Linked DNA regions of Sus scrofa: regions 2 and 3 are each linked to region 1. The links are chromatin contacts, called in public HiChIP or PLAC-seq maps. All regions are on one chromosome and are shown on one strand. Each heading gives the region's core, a stretch centred on a gene start, on an enhancer-like site or on the middle of the called end of the contact. The rest is flanking DNA. Distances are from core to core; before and after follow the strand shown.

Evidence for each region. HiChIP or PLAC-seq counts read pairs in DNA pulled down with a chosen protein or histone mark.
Region 2: a contact with region 1 is called in an H3K27ac HiChIP or PLAC-seq map of alveolar macrophages. The contact joins the promoter of ZCCHC3 here to the promoter of SCRT2 in region 1. A contact is called at or near these places in 1 of 5 promoter capture datasets (fetal liver) and 1 of 2 datasets of contacts at active chromatin or transcription factors (alveolar macrophages).
Region 3: a contact with region 1 is called in an H3K27ac HiChIP or PLAC-seq map of alveolar macrophages. The contact joins the promoter of TRIB3 here to the promoter of SCRT2 in region 1. A contact is called at or near these places in 1 of 47 Hi-C or Micro-C datasets (embryonic fibroblasts) and 1 of 2 datasets of contacts at active chromatin or transcription factors (alveolar macrophages).

What each region holds. Positions count from the first base shown.
Region 1 is chr17:34,556,206-34,560,235 of Sscrofa11.1, forward strand. SCRT2 (transcriptional repressor scratch 2) reads left to right here and starts at 2,042. Exons shown (of 2, transcript XM_021077537.1): 1 at 2,042-2,174. The coding sequence starts at 2,042. All of the region lies in intron 1 of LOC106506648 (a long non-coding RNA gene), which reads right to left.
Region 2 is chr17:34,883,323-34,887,352 of Sscrofa11.1, forward strand. It overlaps ZCCHC3 (zinc finger CCHC domain-containing protein 3), which reads right to left and starts at 2,310. Exons shown (of 1, transcript XM_003134368.4): 1 at 1-2,310. The coding sequence starts at 2,166. The coding sequence ends at 958.
Region 3 is chr17:34,817,304-34,821,333 of Sscrofa11.1, forward strand. It overlaps TRIB3 (tribbles homolog 3), which reads right to left and starts at 2,289. Exons shown (of 4, transcript XM_013983169.2): 1 at 1,995-2,289.

The sequences.
Region 1 (4,030 bases), core at 792-3,291:
GGAAGAACAATCTGAATAGGAGAATCAGTGTGGAGGCCAAGAGAGAGCCGTAAGCTTACAAGACTAAACATAGATTGGCTTGTGTGGTTAGAGTAGGGAATACCGGTGTGCCATGGGTGTGCCATGAGACAAGTGGTATCATCACCTCAACCTTCTGTGACTGAGGTTAAAAAAAGTCCCAGAGGACAAAAAGATGGGGCAATCTGGCTGAGAAGATAGGCAAGGCGCCCCATATCATTCAGGGCCTTGGCCATACTAGGGACCCAAATTTTATTCTGAGGTTTCTAAGTGACATCTCAAAGACTGTGTGAGTCCTTGACTGAATGGGCCCAAAGGCTACGGAGGTCTCTGGAAATTTCTGCTGACTCACTTTGGGACCTTGGTCACCTCCGTGCCCTCTCTTAGTCTCCATGGGTCTTCGTCTCCCAACTGGTATTGGGATGACCCAGTTCCCAAAGCACATTACCACTCCATTAGTCTGGCATCCCATAAACAGACTGCTGTTGACCAATGAGATCTTGGCATTCCTAGAGTCTGATTCCAGGACTCTTGAGCTCTGGCTATCCCATACTTTTTGAGGCAAGCCCACCACCATGGCACTTTGCCAAGCATCTGCTGGGCAGGGGGGATGTGTTCTCCTGTTCCTCGGTCCTACCAAGATATGGAAGCTCCCCTAGGTTCTGGCCGGATGGTGGGGGGCGGGGGTGTCCGCTCAGATCCTCCTGGAGACAAAGGAGCTGACCTGCAAAGAGTTCCAGCGGGAGCCCCGCTCCCCCTCCCTTCCCCCCTCTCCCTTCCCAGTCCACGTGTCTCTATTGTCTGCTCCCCGCTTCAGGGAAAGACACAGCCTCGGATGTGTCAAAACCACCACCCCCCGGCAGCAGGGAAATTAATTACTGGACGATTTTCACTTCCTCTTGCAGCGCCCGCCTGATCTAGGCACCGGAACAGGACCGGCTGAACGGGGCTGGGCATCAGCATGGGGGACTTGCTCCTCCCATTGGTTCTGGGAGACGAAAGTTGAACCCCAAACCCAAGAGGGGGCTTCATTGGGAGGCCGAGCTGGGGTGGGTGGGATGATTTCCCCTAGTTAAAGCTGAGTGTCCAAACTGGCCACTTCAAAACTGGGGGACAAGGAGAGGGCTGGGGGCAGGAGCTCGCCACGGGCGAGCTCACACTCTTTTCTTCGCATCCCCTTCCCTGTGTCCCCATGTGCCTGAACCTCGCCTGCTCAGACTACTCTACCTTCTGTCCCCTCGGTTTCTTTCTCTGTCTTGCACTTTTCTTCTCTTTTCTTTACATCCCTGGGGGCTTTCTTTTTGTGTATCTGATCTCTCTTTTTCTCCTGTGGGGGGTGTATGTTGCTACTTCTCTCCATCTCTTCCTTTCTTCTCTCTCTGTTTCTTCTTGTGTCTTTTTGTCCTTATCTTGGTCTCTCTGCTCCTATTTCTACCTCTTTCAGTGTGTGTGCCTCTCTTTTTCTGTCTCTGTCTTTCTCTGTGTATCTCCTCTCTCTCTCTCTCTCTCCCTCTCTCTCTCTCTTCCCCCTTGTCTTCCCCCCACCCTTCTCCATCTCTCCGTATCTCTGCGCCTTTCTCACCCTCACTTTCTCCCCTCCTGCCTGCCCGCTGCTCCCTGCGCCTGGCCTGCCCCCACCGCTGCCGGTTCAGGGGAACGTGTGCGGAGCGATTGTCCTGGGGGACATTTGATGGATTAGAGCGCTGAACAGTTCCATTGCTAGGGGACCACCTGATCTCCTCCAGCCTGCGTCCCATATAAAGCCGGCAGCCGGAGTGCTGAGCACAGCTCCAGTGATCGCCTGTCTGCGCGCCGCCGCCGCCAAGCCCGAGCGGGAGCCAGAGCCAGAGCCCGGGCCGCCGCCACCGGTGCCGGCTCCGCGCTGCCGCCCGCCGCCTGCCCGCCCGCTGGGAGCTGTCCAGTGCTGAAACCCCGCGCAGACAGCCAATCGCGCCCGGCTGGCCGTCTCCCCCCACCGGGGCCCCACGCAAGTGCCCCCGCCGAGCCCCCCGCCAGTCGCACCATGCCCCGCTCCTTCCTGGTAAAGAAGATCAAAGGGGACGGCTTCCAGTGCAGCGGGGTGCCGGCCCCCACCTACCACCCCTTGGAGACTGCCTACGTGCTGCCTGGCGCCCGGGGGCCGCCCGGGGACAACGGTGAGTGGGACCCGGCGGGGGGAGAAGAGGGGAGGGGAGTTCGGGCCCTCCCCAGCTCGGGCCACGAGGAGGGGTGCGCGCGGCAGGGAACCCCCGGGAGGAGATTTCCCTGGATGTGTGAGCCTCTCAGGCTTCCTGGGGGCCGGGCGGGCGGGGCAAGGGCCAGGCCCGTACAAAGGGAAAGTCGCAGGGTCGGCCCATCCCGTCGCCAAGCGCCAGCCTGGACTTCGAAAGTTGCGGCCCTAGATCGGGGCTGGAGCAAGGGGTGGTTAGAGAATGGAGAGAGAGAGAGGCGCCCACGAAGGGCCGGCGCTGTGGGGCTAACGCACAAGGCAGTCCCAGAGTCTCCTCTCCGCGGCAGAAGGAAGGAGGCTGGCTGCCCGAGTGTGCTGCCCTAATGGGGAAGGTAAACCGGCCTCGATTACCAATCCCTGGGGAGACAGGGTTGGCTCCTAAGGGGTAGCTGGGAGCACCCTCTTTCCCTTCAAGCCTGCTCCCCCTGGAGATGCCAGACAAGTGTTCTCAGGCCCCCTCTCTCAGCAACTCTTTTGTTACCCTCAGCCACATGCCTGCCAAAGGCTGGGCCCGTCCTGGGGACCAAGATGAAAAGAGGATTTCTAGGAGGGATTCCCCCAAAGTGGCTCCTGGTCCCCTGGGCTGCATGCCCTCTCCCCTCCAGCTTCTTATGCCCCTCTGGAACCAGCCCTGCTGTTCCTGGGTGTCCCCCACCCTCAACACACTTCATCCCTTTTCAGAGCAAGTTCCTGTAGGGACAAGGGTTTGGGGGACAAGAGAGGTCATTCAGGCCCAGAAGGGGGTGATCTCTGGAAGGTATGGAGAAGAATCAGAGACTGCTTCTGTGGACCCCATTCCCCATCAAGGGGGGGGGTCACAAAAGGGTTCTCCTCTGATGGCCTCCACCAGGACAGGTGTCTAGAGAGGAGGCGTCCTTTTTGCAGTAAGAAATCTGACATCACATGTGGCATCAGCTTTTGGGGGGGGGTGAGAGAGAGAGAGAGAGAGGAGGGAAAAGGAGAGGAGAGGAAAAAGGAGAGAAGAAAGGGCTGAGAATGAAGGGGTAGCTGAGATGGCAAAGGCAGGAGCCAGAAGAGTGGGAGCTTCTGCCACACAGATTTCCAAGCACTTCACCCACATTCCATCACCCTGCCAAGCCAGGTAGCAAGAGGGCGCTGGGCAAAGGGTTCTGTGACCTCAACAAGGTCAAAGAAATTAGGGAGTAATTAGGGATATGGCTACAGACACTCATCCCCCGGCCTCCCCCAGGTCCCCAAGAGAACCACATGTCTCTTATTCTACTGCCTTCTTTTCTTGACCTCAGAACCTCTTGGATTTGAGGACTGAAGCCCAGGGGTATGGATGGGCTTGTCTGAGTGCTGGCAGGACAGAGGGTATACCCGGGGCCATGCAGGCTTGAGGACATGGGTAGAAAAGAAATGCCTGCCAGCCTGTGTTGTGGATCCCTTGGGGGACTGCCATAAAGCCCTCCTGCCTGCTCAAATCCCCTTGGTCCTGTCCCAGACCAGCTGAGGAAACCCAGAGATGCCCAGAGAATTTCTCATGCTCAGCCAAAAACTGCATACTGTTCCTTTGGAGTGAGGCAGGAACGCCTTGCCTTGAATTTGGTCCAAAAAAAAAAAAAAAAAAAAAGCTCTGAAAGGAGCCCCTGAGTGAATGGTGGGAAGTAGGGTCAGGGCAAAGCCACCATCAGGGATGTTCCACCAGATCTGACACCCTAGAACGAGCCCCATCCTCAGCCCTTTCCCCAAAGAGTTCCAGACCATCTCCCTGGCTTCCGGGGAATCCTGAGACTGTCCTGATAGTCTAACATGTGGCCT
Region 2 (4,030 bases), core at 1,060-3,559, 330 kb after region 1:
TCTGCTTCCTCTCCCACATGAGTTCTTAGCCTTCCTCTGGGCTCATCATTCTGGAGAGAGCAGACTTTCTGGGCCCTCAGTGTTGAGGAAAATGTTGTGAAGTGTGAGAGGTAGTAGAATGAGCACCGGGCTTGGGGTCAGGGGACTCTGCTCTAGGCTAGCTCTGGCACCAGACAGCTCTGTGATTTTGACCCAGTCTTCTAACCTCTCTGGGCCTTGTTTCATCTGTTGGAAAACCAGGGGATTGGTCAAAACCAATTTTTTGGTCCTTTCCAGCAGGAAAATTCTAGATTCCGTGATTCTGTGAAAAATGGCTTCTGAGCCACTGAAAGTGCTGTCACCAAGTCCACGCATTTTAATGCCATAAGAGAGGCCCTTGGCCACCATGCAGAGCTTATTGACTCAGATTACAGACACTTCTAACAACACTGGTTTCACAAATTCTCAGACCACACAGATTAGAAGCAGCAAATTAAAAGGGGTAAGGGATGAGCTGCAAAAGATAAGACACCCTGACAAAAGCCACAGTCAACAATGTTCTCAGTTCAACAAACACTGATGGAGTGCCTACCATGTGCTGGGCCCCTACCTAGCGCTGGGGCATAAAGATGAGCAAGGCAGCCCAAAGGGTGGATATCCAGGGAGAAGACAAGGCGTGGGGAATAAAAAGTACCAGAAAAAAAAAAAATCCTCGAATACAAAACAGAAAACAAAGTTTAAAAAAGGGAGGGGCGACATATCTGCACGCTACAGTTCTCGGTCATCGTTAGTGACAACAGTCACCAAATTCAGTAAAGGCTGAAATGGAGTAAACTCGGTTTAGGAAGGCAGAGCGAGACGTCTCTTGCAGGTTTAAGAAGATCTCCTTCGAAGACGATAAAAAATGGTTTAAAAAAAGTTTTGGCACTTAAGAGGGGTAAGCTGGCTCTGTGTTCACCTTGGCAGGCAGGCGGGTGTTCAGTGCCCGGCCACGCCGGTTAGCTGAGCTGCCACGGAATTGTGAACGGCTTTGGGACACTGGGCAAAGGCGTGTCCTCGCTTGCCACAGAGGTTGCAGACGATGCCCTTCCGGCAGTAAGGGCTCAGGTGCCCTTCCTCCCCGCACCTGAAGCACCTGTCCTGTGTGCAGCTGCCGCTCATGTGGGTCCGGGAACCACATTTAAAGCACGTCTTGGGCTGCCCTTTGTACCAACTGTAGCCCCTCTCGGCCCCCAGGAAGAAGGCTCCCGGCAGGTGCCTGACCCCGCCCTCCCCCTGGCGCAGCTCGATCTCGCACTTGTACTCCCCGGTCCAGATCCCAAACCTGTCGGTCACTTTCACTGGCACGGCCAGCACATCGCAGTGGCGCTTGAGCCAGGTCACGATGTCCTCCACGTCCACCGTCTCGTTCCGGAAGAGGATGAAGAGCGTCTTCAAGCTGGACTTGCTCCGCCCCAGCACCACAAAGTTCTCCCAGCAGTCCTCCTGCTCGCGCTTCTCCTCGTAGACGCGTAGGAACAGGGCCAGTTTCTCCGCGGAGCGGAAGCTCACGTCGAACTCGCGGCTGCCGGGAATCTGGATAACCGCGTAGATGTCGCTCGGGTCCATGCCGATGGAGCGCAGGATGAGCGCGCCCACTACGAAGTCCCGGGTCGGGCAAGCGCCTTCGTCTCCCTGGAAACAGATGCGCACGAGAAAGCGGCCCTTGCCCGGGCCCGCCCCGGGGCCCGTCGCCGCCGCCGTCTCGTCCTGGGGAGGCCGCTCGGCCGCGTCCTCGGCCGCGCCGGGCCTGCTCGGGCCCGCCATGGCCGCCACCTCGGCCTTCTTCCTCCTGCCTGCCTCGGCTGCGCCCTTCTTCTTGCGGGCGTCCGCCGCCTCGCCGGCCGGGTCCCTTCGGCGACCCTTCGGGTCCCCGCGGCCGGCCGGGGGGAAGTCGCCGAGGCCCGGCGCTGCCAGGCCCGCGGGGGCGCAAAGCCCGCCTCCTGCGCCGCCTTCTTCCTCCCGCCGCGGCGGCCGCGACTCGCGGAATTCGCCCTTCTTTTCGGCCAGGTTCTTCACGACCTGGGCCCAGCCCATCTTCTCGCGGCCGCCCTCAGCTTCCTCAGCCCTGGGCGCCGGGCGCCCGGGGGGCAGGAGCTGCGGCCGCCCCCTCTTCCTCTCCTCCTCCGCGCCGCCGCCGGTGGCCATTTTACCTCCTTCCCAGCATCCTCCACTCGCTCCCTCAGCCAAAGGGCGCCCATCGCGCGCGCCCGCCCGCCCGGGGCTGTGGGGGTTTGGGCTTTTTTTTTTTTTTGAAATTCGACGCTTCTCTCCCCCGCCCCGCCGAAGGTATTTACTTGCAGCGCTCAGTGGCCCCGCGAGCCGGGAACCCCCTGGTAACGGCCGGGCCGCGTTTCCGCCGGCGCTCGTTCCAACCCCACCTCCTCGGCATCGAAGCGGGATGGGGCGCTTGGAGCGCGTCCCTGCCCCTTGCGAGAGTTTGGCAGCCTTGGGTCTCGCTCTCGAGGATTTGGTATTTCGCAAGCGGTCCTCGATGATTTCATTCAAGCAGCTTTACAAACGGCCCACAGCCCGAAGGCGGGACGGGGTTGAGGAAGATTTCGCCCATTTTGTTTTCGTTTTTGTACCTTTTCTATTAAAAAAAAAAAAAAGACAAAAACAAAACTTAGCTCTCCCCTCCTCTCAAAGCAGGTCACACTGCATTATTTTTCCAACGTTGGATCATGGACATTTTCAAACATAGGAAGTTGAAAGAATTGTGCACTTTAACTTTTTAACTATTTTAACTTTCTGTCATTAAAGTTTTAATAGACCTTATCACACTACCTCTATCCCTCCTCACCTCCTGTTTTTTGATACATTTCCAAGTAAGTCAGACTGCCTTATTTTTAAAAAAGACTTCCATCATATTCATGATGACGATGACATTGAGCGCTGAAGTGTCCAGTAACTGTTCTAAGCACATTGCAAGCTTTATCACATGGAGTCTTCCAAAACAATCCCGTGAATACACCCGTTTTACCAGCGGCAGGGGCTTGGAGATTGGGATTAAATCACTTGGTCAAGGGGCAGAATTAATAGGCAGCCCCATGCCTAGGGGGGCTTCTACCTCTTTGCTTCTGACATTGTGGATCAAGGACTGTTTGGATTAGATTCTCCAGGAACCCCCGTCTAAAACAGGTTCCCTAACTGAAGTTAGCAGGGGACACAGTCTCTTATTTCTCCCTCATCTGTGTCAACTGGTGCTTCGGAAGCACTGATAAAATTTGGGTGGTTGAGGGGGTGAGATTAACAGCACCTTTCCTCATGTTGTTTTCTTTGCCATAGCTGCGCTTGCATTTCAGGGTGTTCCAGTGATCCTCTGGGTTTAGTGAAAGAAAAGGTGGATTGTGGAGTCAGGGACCCTGGTTTGAATCTGACTGCTTCAGAGCTCAGCTTTGTCGCATGGGGCCAATGACCTCAGTTTTCATAGCTTAATTTGCTCATCCATAACAAAAAGATATTAATATCTCCTCTCAGAGGACTAACATGGGGGTTCAGGAGATAACCTGGGTGGAAGAGCTTGGTCCACAATGGGTTTCCAGGAGAAGTTATTTTTCCTTTCTGCCTCTGTTGGATTCGTTCCTATTTCTCTTGCAGTTCTTAGGAGCCCCGTGCGTTGTTTTCTTAAGATCTTTCCCTTTACCCCAATTCCAGTATGAACTCAGGAAGCCAGCCTCTCCAACTCTTGTGCCGTGCGAATCTTCCAGTTCCCTCACTTTATAACCTCTGCCATGCTTTCCTCTATCCCCTCTCCTCCACCCATGTCCGTGCCCATTAACCAGAAACGTCAAATCTTAGATTCACGCATTCCCCCCTTTTGTTCTTTCTGCTTGCCTGCTAATATCTTTCCATGCGGATGATGTTTGCATAACCAAACAGAACCTATGTATTTTAAATAATCCCTTTTATTCCTCATACCCTAACTCCCTCTCCCCACCCCCACTCCAGCATACAATCAAATATCTATAAGGATCTGGAAGGTACCATAAATAAGGAAATGGGGGGAGGG
Region 3 (4,030 bases), core at 1,039-3,538, 260 kb after region 1:
GGATCTAGCGTTGCTGTGGCTGTGGCTTAGAGCAGCAGCTGCAGCTTCTATTTGAATCTTAGCCTGGGAACTTCCACATGCTGCAGGTGCAGCCCTAAAAAGACAAAAAAGAAAAAAAGAGACGTTACACTATGTCTGTTGAGTACCGTGTCTATCCCTCCTATGAAAGGGGGAGAAGGATGGAAGGTGGAGAGGAGGAGTATGGATGACAAAGGATGATGAATGAAGTGTACACTGAATGTACATATGAATGTTCTGGAATGAATATATGCACTGTCAAGTGAATAAAGCAAGCTGCTGAACGATATACCTGAGATCTCTTTTACATATAAAAACCCACCATCATATAAGAGGATGTATCTCCATATTTGTATATATAGGTGTAGAAATGCACAGGAAAAGGTCTGGAAGGACTCAGACTAAATTGGCCACAGTAGCTTCTGGCCTCCTGGGAGATCCCAGGAGAGGAAGGGATTTGGTAGGGAGGCAAGGGAATTTTGAATTTCAGTATTATTATTATTGTTATTATTAATAGCTGAATATGCTGACGTGCCACCCTTGGGAGTCTCAGAAATCTCTCCAGGGATAAGGCTAGGATGACACTTCTCACTGCAATGGCTCTTTGGAAAGTAAAATGATTCCTGGCTGTGTGGATGCTTTGTGCCCTGCAACCCACCCCTACGCACCCCACCTCCTCCTGTGGCCACCTCAGCACCCTAGGCTGCTTTGGATTTATCCGGGGCTCAGAGTCTGGTACCACCTGGGAGAAGCTCCACTGGACAGGTGGGGTAACTGAGTCTATAGATAAGCAAGGGAAATTTGCAGGTCATGAGGCAAGACTAGAATCTCTGCAGCAGGATGCAGGCATCCGCTAGTATCAATCTCTTGCTGTTCTCTGACGCTCTCTGGAGAACAAGGGCGGGTCATACCAACCGCATATAACTCACATGACTCAGGGCAGACAGGTGTACACACGCCCCTCAGAAACACTGTCCAATCCAGCCAGTCAAGGCACACATGCAGGTCAGAGAGGGGTGCACACATCATTAAGTGACACACATCTCGCCCTCCAAGGGCAGATGTGCATACACAAGCCAGCAAAGCTCTCATAACTATGTACTCACGACTGCGGGACAGTTACCAAGGCCACACGCTTCGTCTGACCCTCCCTCCCCGCCACGACCCCAGCGCGAAAGAAGTAGGTGGCCTCGCCCCGGCCTGGGCAGCTGGGCTAGTCTCGTGGGAGCGGAAGCGGCGAGCGTCCCGGGGCAGAAGGTTCAGCGGGAGCCGAGGGTCGGCGGCGGGGCAGGGACCGGGCAAAGGGAAGGCGACTGGGCCCCGGGTCTGGGGTAAGAGGCCTCGCTCCACCCTCACCCCAGAATCCAGGTACAACACACACAGTCGGCAGGAACGGAATACGCACGCACCGTACAGCGTGTGAACCAGGGCCTCCAGGCGGAGCGTACCTGCGAGCCACGCCCGCACGCCGCGCGCCGGCAGCCCTTGACCCTGCGCCTGCCCCGCTGGCGAGCACCCCGGCCGGTCTCCGCACAACTCCGCCAGCACCTGCCGCGGGCGCCCAGGAGACACGGCCTCATCAGGACCCCACTGGCCCACGCGGACTCAGATCCGCACCGGCACACCCCACAGTTACAGAGGCCCCCTGGCCGCCAGGGACCCCACAGACTTCCCCGCACCCAACCACACAGCTCCCCAGCCCGCCCCACACTCCAGCAAACGCAGACACTACACACCCCTGCGGGGGCGGCGTGGGGCCAACACAGTCCCCACTCCCTCCGTCCCGGCGACACGCTGCCACGCCCCGCTGGGGCGCACCCTCGCGCCCGCCCGCGTCGGCTGCACTCGGCGACCCTACGCCCCGCGGGGCCGCGTCACCGGGTCCGAGCGGGAACACTCAGCCCAGATCGCCCCCCGGACCGGACGGAGGCTCCGGGTCGCCCCTCTATCCACCACCTCCCGCTCCCGCCAGGTACCTTGCCCTCGCCAGCGGCGGGGTCCTGGTGCCGGCCAAGCTCAAGAGTCGCCAGGCACCCACGATGGCCCAGGCCGCTCGGCCCCGGCTGAGGTCGGCTCCGGATGGGGCTCTGGCCCGGGTCCCCAGCAGCCGGAATGTGTGCCGAGTCGCCGCCGCTTCCGCCGCGAGTGTCTCGGGAGCGCAGGGAGCCGGGCTTCAACTCCGGCCCGGGTGATGTAAACCTGAGCTAATCAGCCGCCGCCTGATGCCCTCCGGCGGGGGATTGCACCATCCCCTGCGCCCCGCCCCCTGAGGTCCCCGCTAGAGCGCGCCCCGCCCCGCTCCTCGTGTGTGGTCCGCAGGCGAGCCACCGACTTTCCCTTTCACCTTGGAAACAGCATTTTGCCTTTCTGGGCCTCAGTTTTCCCACCTGTGAAACGGAAGAACATCCTACCTTCTCAGGATGGGCCTGAAGAGAAAAAGAACAGTGATAGTTTCCTGCGTGCTTCCCGGGTTATAAAGCACTTTCCCGCCATTGTTTCATTGCAGTATAGGAGAACCTTGGGCGGGCAGAAAGCTCCATTCTCCCCATTCTACTAAGGAGCAGCCTGAGGCCCAGCTACAGGGTGGGGGGGTAGCTCTGCAAAGGCCGTGGATTTAGGAGCTCAATAGAACAATTGTTGTGCCCCGGGGAGAACTAGGGTGGGGTAGCCTTCACAGCATGCATATAATAGAGGCACTTCAGCCGTGTAGTTAAGAAAAGTGGGCCAAAGCGTGCCCACTGTGTTACCTGAGGAAATAGATTGAATAAATTAACACATGTTAAACGCTTAGAGCTGTGCCGCCCGGCACCTGGTAGATACTAAAGGAGTGGAAACTGGAGGCTCAAGGAGAGCCGGCACCTATAACAGGAATTGCACGCTTGGCCTGGGAAGCCCTGGTGCCACTAGCTGTTTGGAGAAGCATCCCTGTGCAGCCCCAAGGGTCCAATTCCCTTTAGGCCTTGATGTCTGAGTTCACCAGTGTCAAAAAATAACTCCACCAGACAGAGGTTAAGGGAAGGTGGGTGGAGTTAGCTTTGTTTCCCCGGTTGCAGAACCTTAGGGATCAGCTCCTCTGAGTGTGTGTGTGTGTGTGTGTCAGAGCCCTAGAGCATACCAGGAGGTTCTGGGATTTGATTTAACCCTGGAGACTCCCCCAGCCTGGAGCGATGAATGAACTCATTTTCTACACCAGGAGCTAGACTGACTGGGCTCTCCTACAGCCATAAGAGGCAAAGAAAGGCAGGATGTTGTCTCTCCAGGGCCTCACTGAAGCAAGACTGTGCTGGGTTGACTTATGCATTCTTAACTGCTTCATGTTGTGTCAGACCCTGTTCTAATTGCTGGATGACAGTGGTGACAAGCTTGACTCACCCCCATCCTCAGGGATCTTATAAATCAGTGGGGAGACAGAGCACTCTCAAGAAAATAAAATCAGTAGGCCCAGATAATTTCAAATAGATGATGTGTCATATATTTTCTTGAATAAATAGCATAGATTTATTCTCTATAAGATATGGCTGGGAAGTAGCTATTTTCAGCAGGGCTTATCAGGAAGGTGATGTTTAAACTAAGATCTTAAGGAAGAGGAGTGAGGAGTGCAAAGACATGAAGGGAGGAGTTCCTGTTGTGGCTCAGCAGTAATGAACATGACTAGTATCCATGAGGACCTGGGTTTGATCCCTGGCCTCACTCAGTGGGTTAAGAATCCAGCGTTGCCATGCGCTGTGGTATAGATCGCTGACACAGCGCAGATCTGGTGTTGCTGTGGCTGTGGTGTAGGCTGGCAGCTGCTGCTCCGATTCGACCCTTAGCCTGGGAACCTCCCTCTGCTGTGGGTGTGGCCCTACAAAGAAAAAAAAAAAAAAGAAAAGATTTGAAGGGATACAGAGGAAAAAGTAAGTGAAAGGGTCCTGGGGCACTTAAGGAACTGTGAGATGGGCCATGTCGCTTCTATTCTATGAAAGAGTCAAAGCGAAAGGCTTACCCAAGACCACCCAGCTTATTAGATGAG